2 separate regions of the Bos taurus genome follow, and region 1 is linked to region 2. A link is a contact called in public Hi-C data. All regions are on one chromosome and are shown on one strand. The core of a region is the stretch at or near the end of the contact, and the rest is flanking DNA. Distances in the headings are between cores, read along the strand shown.

Evidence for each region. A called contact is a pair of places that touch in the nucleus more often than the background predicts.
Region 1: a Hi-C map of skeletal muscle shows a contact between it and region 2, with 3 times the contacts expected there. The contact joins two enhancer-like sites. A contact is called at or near these places in 2 of 11 Hi-C or Micro-C datasets (liver and skeletal muscle).

Annotation. Positions count from the first base shown.
Region 1 is chr5:22,296,464-22,302,059 of ARS-UCD2.0, forward strand. No RefSeq gene overlaps it. Among named protein-coding and RNA genes, the nearest start is that of PLEKHG7, 270 kb to the right of the region's middle. Within about 2 kb of position 2,323, at least 5 of the 102 cell types and tissues checked have an H3K27ac peak or open chromatin away from gene starts, as enhancers often do. A contact at or near this core is called in liver and skeletal muscle, where this site is marked.
Region 2 is chr5:22,230,126-22,235,229 of ARS-UCD2.0, forward strand. No RefSeq gene overlaps it. Among named protein-coding and RNA genes, the nearest start is that of BTG1, 220 kb to the left of the region's middle. Within about 2 kb of position 1,931, at least 7 of the 102 cell types and tissues checked have an H3K27ac peak or open chromatin away from gene starts, as enhancers often do. A contact at or near this core is called in liver and skeletal muscle, where this site is marked.

The DNA.
Region 1 (5,596 bases), core at 1,073-3,572, 67 kb after region 2:
TGGTCAAGAGAGACAGATGGTAGTCTTTTCAAAGAAGGTGATGATATAAACCATGTGAGGGTGTGCATTTGGAGAAAAAATTGGGATCCAGAGGAAATGAAGACATCAAATTCTTAACACACATAGATCCATCCTTTTAAGGAAGTTAGAATGTGTCTTTAATATGTTTCTTGAAGGGCAAGAAGCAACAGTTAGAACCAGCCATGGAACAATGGATTGGCTCAAAATTGGGAAAGGAGTACATCAAGGCTCTATATTGTCACCCTGCTTATTTAATTTATATGCAGAGTACATCTTGCAAAATGCTGGAATGAATGAAGCTCAAGCTGGAATCAAGATTGCCAGGAGAAATATCAAGAACCTCAGATATGCAGATGACACCACCCTAATGGCAGAAATTGAAGAGGAACCAAAGAGCCTCTTGATGAAAGTGAAAGAAGAGAGTGAAAAAAGCTGGCTTAAAACTCAACATTCAAACAACTAAGATCATGGCATCTGGTCCCATCACTTCATGGCAAATAGATGGGGAAACAATGGAAACCATGACAGACTTTATTTTCTTGGGCTCCAAAATCACTGTAGATGGTGACTGCAGCCATGAAATTAAGACACTTGCTCCTTGGAAGAAAAGCTATGACCAACCTAGACAGCATATTAAAAAGCAGAGACAATACTTTGCCAATAAATGTGTGTATAGTCAAAGGTATGGTTTTTCCAGTAGTCATGCATGGATATGAGACTTGGGCAATAAAGAAGGCTGAATGCTGAAGAATTGATGCTTTCCAACTCTGGTGTTGGAGAACACTCTTGAGAGTGCCTTAGACTGCAGGGAGATCAAACCAGTGAATCCTAAAGGAAATCAACCCTGAATATTCTTTGGAAGGAATGCTGAAACTGAAGCTCCAATACTTCGGCCATCTAATGCAAAGAACCAACTCATTGGAAAAGATCGTGATGCTGGGAAAGATTGAAGGCAGGAGGAGAAGGGGATAACAGAGGATGAGATGGTTGGATGGGATTACCAACTCAAAGAACGTGAGTTTGTGCAAACCCCAGGAGATGGTGAAGGACAGGGAAGCCTGGCGTGCTGCAGTCCATCGGGTCTCAAAGAGTCAGACACAACTGAGCCACTGAACAACAACAACAAGAATATGCTATTTAGAACAGAAACAGTCGAAACCCACTCTCTCTTTTCAGAGTTAGGGAAATTCCAAGGGGTAACGTTCTGTTCCAAGAATATCAGACTTGCAGAATGTGTTTTATTGAAGGCAGGCAGGCAACTCCCTGCTTTACAGTAATCAATATTTTCATGCCCTGTCCTGCAAATGCAAATAGAAAGCTTGCTCTAAATTCCTGATGCCTTTCAGAAAGTTACAGGGCATATTATTTTTTCTGCCTTGTTTATTTTTGTCCTGGATAGCAGTCAATCAGGGATTCAGTTCTTTTACTCTTATAATTAACATTTATTTACCTTTTCTTTGAGAATCCCATACCTTTTGTACAGGAGTAGCCAAGTTGAGTCATAACAAGACTAAGGAGGCAGTATAGACCTGGAACACCAGATGTGGTGCCTCTGAGCCTCGCTTTCCTGTTCTGTGTAGAAGCGCTAAGTGGATGTTTTCTTCTACTAGAAATGACACCGATGCTGTATGTGTCTTGGATAAGAAGTGAATTAAAACCAGAAAATATCTTTGCACTAATGTTTCTTTTAAGTCCTTTCACAGCGCTACTGTTGTGCGATCAGGTGGATGAATTTCTTTCTTTCAAGAAGTCTGTATCTAAATCATAACTTAATAAATAGACCATTTCAGAAAAACAATACTGTCTGGCACATTTCAACTTCAAGGAAGTTTTCTCTGACTGTACACTTCTCTGAGTGTATCTGGTCTGTAATTCTTGGAGAGCATCAGCCGTCTGCCCGCAGTGGCTGTTTCCTGTGTTTACACTCTGGCCCAGGCCTCCCTTGGTACTGAACATGAACCATTTTGCAGTGCTGCTTGTTTTTCAGGGGCTTTGTCCGGCTCCTGCATCTATATACCACACGCTCCACAATGCCCAGTGTATTTGTAGGCACCCAATAAATATTTGAGAAAGAAACGAATTTCTTTTCCCGTCACCTTCTAATACGCTGATAGACATCAAACCTAAGTTAGAAGTTCGCGATGATGATGTTTCTAAACTGGATACAAACAAAGACGTTCTTGTTTCTGCCATTTTGAGAAAGTCGTGTGAGTGCTGGAGATCAGAGGAGAAAAGCTTTGCAGATGCCTGGAAGCCCGTCCAGTCTACAGGACTCCAGGGAGTGCACTGGCTGCCTTTCCTCCTGCACAGTTGCAACACAAGTGGCCACAGTTGTTTACCAACCCGGATCCAATTCCTATCTCTGACCTCATTTCTTTAATCCACAAATATCAGGTCACTATATATTTTAATCTTATTCAATTCCCAGGAAAAGGCCTGCTGTCATAATCAGATTTCAGCTGAGGAGTGAAAGCCATGATATGAAAAGTCTAGCATCCTGTGACAAACTTGGATTAAGCTATGATTGTGTAAATGTCGTTACTGCAAAATCCAAGGTCAGAATTTACATGCTCTTCCTTAATGATGACTTGCTAGCTTTGGCTTGACTATGCTGTAATCAACTGAAAACATTCCATTCTTGGGAATCTTTTATCTTCTAGTCAATCTAGTTTGGCAGATCTTGTTATGCCTTAATATTTTTGAAACTATTAAAGTAAACAATAAATGATCTTTCTGGGAAATGCTGCAATGGAGGTGCTTCTGGAGGTGGACTTTTCATAGTTCTATTTCTGATAAATAATCAGGTTTTTTTCCCTTTAAATAACTACAGAGATTGTTCTATTGCTCAAACGACCATTTGGGACAGGGGTTTTCCCATCTGCCTTCCTCCCCTTTAATTTCTACTTTTAATGAATGAAAGTAGGGTGAGAACTTACAGGGCTGGTTGTCATAATTGCTATTGCTAGGTGTGGACGTTAGTCACAATAGTGATTTATGCAGGCTTTCAAGTTACCATATGGAAGTGCAGCTCCAATGGGGAGAGAAAACGGGGTTCCCTTGTCCCATTCTGCCCTGCAGTGCCAAGGCATTATAGAGTAATCAATAGGAGCAATTTGCTTTAGATTCAGATATTACCTGGATTCCCAATCTTTCAATCCATGATACTTGGGTAAGTGACACTTCCTTATAAGTCTCAGTGCCCATGTCTGCATAAGACAGTGGTAACCATCTTATGGAACAATGTCTGTGTAAATGAGATGATGCTTATCAAGTGGTTAGCACAGAGCTGGGAGCATAATGAGTTCAATCAATGGCATCCATTACTATCACATCTCAAATAATGCCTGACTTCTGTAAATCTACTGGGGAAAAGGATTCAAAACCCTCTTGACTGGCAACTCATTTCATACATGATAGTATACATGTCTCTATGCCATTCTCCCAAATCAGTCCAGGTTCGATGCACGATACTGGATGCTTGGGGCTGGTGCACTGGGACGACCCAGAGGGATGGTATGGGGAGGGAGGAGGGAGGAGGGAGGAGGGTTCAGGATGGGGAACACATGTATACCTGTGGCGGATTCATTTCGATATTTGGCAAAACCAGTACAATATTGTAAAGTTTAAAAATAAAATAAAATTTAAAATAAGCTATAAAAAAAAAAACACAAAAAACCCTCTTGATATAGGGGTGTGAAATACCTCAGTATTTGCTTCCAGTTCACAGGGTACCTCCTTGAAACTTTACAAATGTGGAAAACAACATTATGGCAGGCCTGCCTTAGTGATGTGATCATTTCAGGGTTTCTCCATATCCTAAACATTCCAATTTTTTAAATCCATTTTAGACACATTTAGGAATTCCTGGGTGAGCTTGGGATATTCATTAACATCTCTGAGCCTCCATAGTCTCAGCTGTAAAAGAGGTATAAGACTTGCTTTGAAACATGGTCATGAGTATAAAAAAGGAAAACAAGATTTCAATGTAAAAGGTTTCAGTTTAACAGTAAGAAATAGAGAGAGACCCAGGAGGAAGAACCTATTACATCTAAATTTTTCTTTCTGGTAAATGTTCCTTCTATTCTCCTCAACCTCATGGCACACGTTACCAGCTTTGGAGCAACTAATGAATAGTCGGTAATCTCCCTTAGGAGAGGGCCACTGGGTGACGCTGTATTGGTCTCAGCCACAGTAAACCTTTTGCCCAGAGAAAATGTAGAGTCTACTAGCAGAAAGCTGGTGCTTTCTTACTGGCCTTTAGCAAGGACCTGATTCCCTTCAACAAAATGAGTAATTGTTGTTGAAAAAAGCCTATGTGCATTTATATAGTGAGAGGTGTTTTATGGGATTAGGTGAGTAATGAAAAAGTAATCATTATCATAATTTTATAACCTAGACATAAAAAAGTGGAGAAGGACCCACTTTTTAAAATATTTGCCATTTAATATCTTCAGGCAAGTCAATATATTGTCTTATAAATCAGCAAGCAGTAGCCTGGGGTTAGAGGCTGGAAGGTTTAGAGGAGGAAGGGACCTTAGATGTCACATAACACTGTCTGCCTTTCACAAAGAGGAGCAAACGCAGGACCACAGAGGGCCAGGGAACATGCCAAGGTCAGGCACAGCCATTTGTTTTGATTACCTCTAGAGAGTTGGAGAAGGAAATGGCAACCCACTCCAGTTTTCTTGCCTGGAGAATCCCAGGGACGGAGGAGCCTGGTGGGCTGCCATCTATGGGGTCGCACAGAGTCAAATACGACTGAAGCAACTTAGCAGCAGCAGCAGAGAGATTCTCAGCTTCCCTGGTGGCTCAGATGGTAAAGAATCTTCCTGCAATGCAGAAGGCCTGGGTTCAATCCCTGGGTCAGGAAGATCCCCTAGAGAAGGAAATGGCAACCCACTCTTGTATTCTTGTCTGGAGAATCCCATGGACAGAGGAAGCTGGCAGGCTACAGTCCATGGGATTGCAAAGAGTCGGACATGACTGAGTGACTAACACACACACACACACACACACACACACACACACATTCTCACGACACACACTGCCTCTCTCTGGAAAGTGAGGTAAGAGTTACCCAACCGAATTTTGAAATAAGGTCAGTTATAAAAACATGTGGCGGCCATCTTCTCTTTTATTATTTAGAAAAGGCTCGTCTGAACTTGTTCTCAGGAGACACAGACTGAGAGAGAAGGAATGTATTTTTTCACGTGTCAGGAAGCCAGGAGTCATAGAACATCCATATCTAGAGAAAGGTGAGATAAAAAAAATCACTGAAATACAGACTGTTCACGAGCTGTTTCTGAAATGCAGGCTTTGTGAGAAAGAACCAAAGGCAACAGAGAGCACAATCCATAACCACGTGCTCTTGGTGTGGATGTGCTGGACAGAATGTCCATGTGGTTGGATCACAGAAATGATCCACTGGAAAGAAGGTTGCAGTGTTTCTCAAAGGCAGACAAGGGAGGAAAGCAACATTTGTTGAGATTCCCTTAGCCCTGGAAGTGCTTACAAACAGCAAGGTCAGGATTTGAACCTAGGTTCAGCTAAGTTTAAAGTCCAGGTTATTTCCCAG
Region 2 (5,104 bases), core at 681-3,180:
ATGCAGGGTGCTCTAAAGCCCAGAATTCATGGGGACGTTTACTCTCATATCCTTCTGCTTAGCTGAGGCCTTGAGAGATTCTCACTGAGATTATCACAATAGACTGCTTACAGATCACTTTTCTTCTAGATTCAAATTTTTCCTTTAGCCTCATGAACCTGAATATTTATTGGAAGGACTGATGCTGAAGCTGAAGCTCCAGTACTTTAGCCACCTGATGCGAAGAGCTGACTCATTGGAAAAGACCCTGATGCTGGGAAAGATTGAGGGCAATAGGAAAAGAGGGCAACAGAGGATGAGATGGTTGGATGACATCACTGAGTCAATGGACATGAGTTTGAGCCAACTCTGAGAGATAGCGAAGGACAGGGAAGCCCGGCATGCTGTAGTTCCTGGGGCCGCAAAGAGTTGGACACAGCTTAGCAACTGAACAACAACGAAATAAACATACTAACGGAGATAAAGTAAGAATCTTGACTGATTACTCTTTCCTTACCTCAAACCCAAACTCTGAGGTCAGTTGTGACTAGAGGAGGTAAAGCAAATGAAAACCATGTTCCAGTGTACATGTAGCCAGTGAATCACTCATCCCTTTACCCAAAATACATCACACAAAATTGAAACTGCCTAACTTGACAGACGACAGTAGTGGCCTGATTCCAATACTGACAGGTAAGCAGTATTCAGGACAGAAATACTGCTTCATGATTAGTGCCTATTATCAGCGCACAGCTGGGCTCAGCCACAAAGCATAAAATAGTAGCCAGTACTAATTGAGCACTCATTATGCTAATCACTGACACAATGCACACGAGTCTGAGGAAACTCCAGGAGACAGTGAAGGACAGGGAAGCCTGGCATGCTGTCCTCCATGGGGTCACAAAGAGTTGGACACGACTTAGTGACTGAACAACAACAACTTTGCTAAGAGCTTCATACGTATTTTTTCAAGTGACTCTCCCCACCGTCTTAGAGTTACATAATACTCTGAAGCTCTCTTTAAAGATGGAAGGACTGAGGCTTTAGAGGAGTTGAGAGGCTTGCCTAAAGTCTCACAGTAAGGAAGTAGTGGCAATGGGAATTAAGCTCAAGCTGTGCAACCTCAACGCCTGTAAACTTGAACACTCACTTTCCACTCTGCTTGCCTGTGTCTTACTGGCCTTGAGCAGAGGGATGGGAGGGTCCTGAACCAGCTAAGGCTAAGAGAGGGAAAACTGAATCAACAGCCAAACTGTGCCCCAAAGAAAGCAACCACCAATCCAGAATAACAAGTCCAGAGAACACAATGACCTTGTGTTTATTTGGGCCGCTGTTACTTCCAAGGAGTTATGGAAGTGCACTCAAGTGGAAGTCAAGTTATCAATGGAGGGAGCTGGCGGGTGGACACTGCACCAGAGGATAGGATCTGGGGTGCTACCCTCATTGGACCCCCTGGATTGGAAGGACAGAACTCCAGTCTAAGGGAAGACAGAAACAAAAATAATACCATCTGCACATCCCTCTGGTCATTTAATTATTGTAATGAATAATAATGCAAGCATTATTATTCCCATTTTCCAAGTAAGAAAAGAGATTATAATATGCCCAAGACCAAACAATAATAAGAAATGGAAGTGAGAGGAAGACTAGATTAGCTTGACTCTAGATTGGTGTTTCTTTCTATTAAGTATTTCGCATTGCCTCTCATGCTGGACCCAACTAAAGGACTAGCTAGGAAAAGAGAAACACAAAGTCCCATCCTAATACTCAGCCCTTACTCATGTTGACTGATGCCTGTAAATTCCCTGCACGTTATGGGGAAAGGCATCCGCAGATGGCAGGACTGGCAACCAGGACTAATTAATTCTGGAGTCCACCCACGGGTGGGGCTCACAGCTCCGTACTTTCAACCTAGTCACAAGGTTTGAGTTTGAGTCTCAGGACAAGGACTTCAACGATGGGGCAGATTAAGGTCACATGTACTGAACTCTGTGTTGTTGACAGGGTCTGTCCTGAGACACTTGGCCTACTTGCGCTTCCAAGAGTGAGATCATTGTGATTTTTTTTTCTCCCAACCTGGAAAGCCCTTGAAGCTATGCCCCAGGGTGCCTGTCCATGAACAGACCTTACAAAGTACTTGGGACTCAGGGTCCTAGGAGAAGAAAAGGATACCATGTAGCCAAAATGGCAAAGGTATAATAGAATTCCATCTACTGTAAATAAAAACTTCCTTCAATTCAAAAAAAGAAAGTTGGGTATTATGATGGATTTTTAATTAGGGAATTACCAGGAGCAGGTAAAGAAAAGTAAAAGCAAGTAATGATGAAAAGGGTGCTTAAGGAATATTATAAGCACATGGCTTTAGATACATAAAGGGGAAAAAGTACAAGAATTGGCAACTATAAGCAAAACTCAATGAAACATTTGCTTCAGTTCCTGACTGGCCCACAGCTGTCTGAAATAGTCTGTTTTTAAACCAGTCTTCCTCTTTGTCTAGAGGTAATCTGTCCCTCTGTGTCCTTTTTAATTTCTCTTTTTTTCAAGGTTAATATGCATAAATCATATTTCCATATAAGAATAATTAGAAAATGAATATTAAAAATGACACAATACCAAGAAAAATCATCAAACACACAGGAATAAATCCTATGAAGGAAGACTTTTACACAGAAAACTATACTGCTATATTTAAAATGGATAACCAACAAGGACTTACTATAGCACATGGAACTCTGCTCAATGTTATCTGATAGCCTGGACAGGAGAGGAGTTTAGAGGAGAATAAACACATGTATATATGTATGGCTGAGTCCCTTTGCAGTCCACCTTAAGCTATCAAAATATTCTTAATTGGCTCTACTCCAATACAAAATAAAAAGTTTTTTAAAAAGTTATAAAAAAGAATACTTTACAGTTTTCTTTTTAATTTCAACATCAATTGTCACCATCATAGCTAAAGTCATAAATACTGCCCGATTTAATTCTGCACAGTCACAGGCTCCAAAAAGGGAATGTGTGTGTGAGGAGAGGGAATCATTATTTTCTGTTGGAGGTTGACTAATTTGGTGGTTAATAAGAAGACCATGAGGCTTTGTACATTTTAGATGAAAGAACACAGAACTTGAATCGCAGTCACATGTCATTCCCACCAACATATATAGAGGATCTACTACGCGTCAGGCACTTCGGAAAGTCTCAAACTAGATACGACACAGTCCTTGGGCTCAGGAAGTTCAAATTTAATGTTAGAGATGGAGGTAAACAACTGGCAATCAAATCAAACAGAACAAAATAAGAGTCAGGTCACAGGTACAAAGGGCGCACTGTGAGAGCAGAGAGAGAGACACTGCCAAGAGGCGGGAGTGTTGTCAGTCTTGGAAGTAGGGAAGGTCATTCCAGGATGCAGGAAGAATGAGCCCGCAGAGCTGTTCAAAACATTTCAGTCTGAGAAGGAAGAGGAGAACCAAGACAGGGTGGGTCGTTACAGTCAGTAAGCGTGCTCAAATACCCCTATCTGCCAGCGTGGCACCCCTTAACTCTATTTCCTTCCACCATTTGTCAAATTCTCCCCTTTGGCCAGAGCTTTCACTGCCTCGTTCTGTTCTTGGCAGGCTGAGTCCTTTTACCCTCTTTTGGTTTATTGAAGGGTATATTTCTTCTCCCTGTCCTCTTCTCTCCTCTCAACTAAAACTGATTTCACTGAGACATCCTGATGCTCAACAGATATAAATAAACTTTTCCCCAGATGCTTGAAGCACCAAATAATGGTCATGATATTGGCCAAAATGCTGGGACGTGCAGGGCACTGTTTAAGTGCTTCATAAGGTGCACACGTGTGGGACCCAGACCTGAAGGTGGCCTTTCACTAGTCCCACCTCCCCACCTTCCTCAAGGGCATTCACACCCTTGCATACTCCCCCTCCCCCGAGTCTGCACTGGGGTTGATCTGTGCGACTCATGGAACATTCCATGTGAATCACTAAGGGATCATCATGCACTTCAGATTCTGACTTAGAGGTCTGAGGTAAGGCCTGAGGACCTGCATTTCTAAGAGTAGCTTCCAGGTGATGTTGAAGCTGCAGGTCCCTGGACTGCACTTTGGGTAGTAAGGCTAGAGTTTAAATGGTAGCATTTATCCTAAGATTGATGTACAACAAAATGCCTTGGTTAACCTGATTTGGGTACCCATGTTGAGCTGGGGATTTGGGTTTATTTTATGGCAGAAGTCTGACCCTTGCTCTGAAACCTGGTCACCTGGTCAGCTTTCTTTTTGTTGTTATTGTTGTTGCAATCTTGGGTCATTCATAGATTTATTTTTTTTTAATTAAATAATTTTGTCTGATCCTTGGTCTGAAACCTGATCAATTTTCTTTTTTTTTTAATCTTTGCAATCTTGGGTCAGTCTTAGACTTATTTTTCTAATTAATTAATTAATTTTAGTAGAGAATAATTACAATAGCATGATGGTTTTTGCTGTACATCAACATGAATCAGCCACAGGTATACATGTGTTCCCCACCCCATCCTGAATCCCCGCCCTGCATCACCGCCCCTGTACCTCTCCACCCTCTGGTCAACTTTCAACACAAGCTTTCTCTTGTTTTCTGCTTCCAGGGTGTTGATAACTCTGGCTAAGTTGCTTTGTGACTGAATTTGCAAATTGATCTTTGCCTTGCCAGGAATTCTTACCTCCTCTCTTAAGTCGAGGAGAGCAGTAGTTACCATTTATTGCACTCCCACTAACATGTCACATACTTGATATCATTTCTTAACTCAGATTAACTAAAAATATAGTTATCATTTCCACTTCTCAGCTGAGGAAGGCAAGGCTCAGTGAGTGTTCTAAAGTTTGCCGAAGTCTCAAAGCTGGTAGAACTGCTAGGAAACACTCCAGGCTGGCTCCTACACTCTCGTTCTTTCCACTTCAGTTCATGTGGTTGCTGCCAGCTCACATGTTGTGCCCAGCACAACAGACTATGGACCTACTCAGCCCAAGGCCAGACCTCTATTCTGGTGTCTACTTCAAGTGTGTACTTACCAGTCCAAAGGAGCCAATGGGGGTAGTTTCAAAGACATGGTACAAAGTGAGGCACTGATTTACTGAGTTGCAAAGAATTTGGACAGT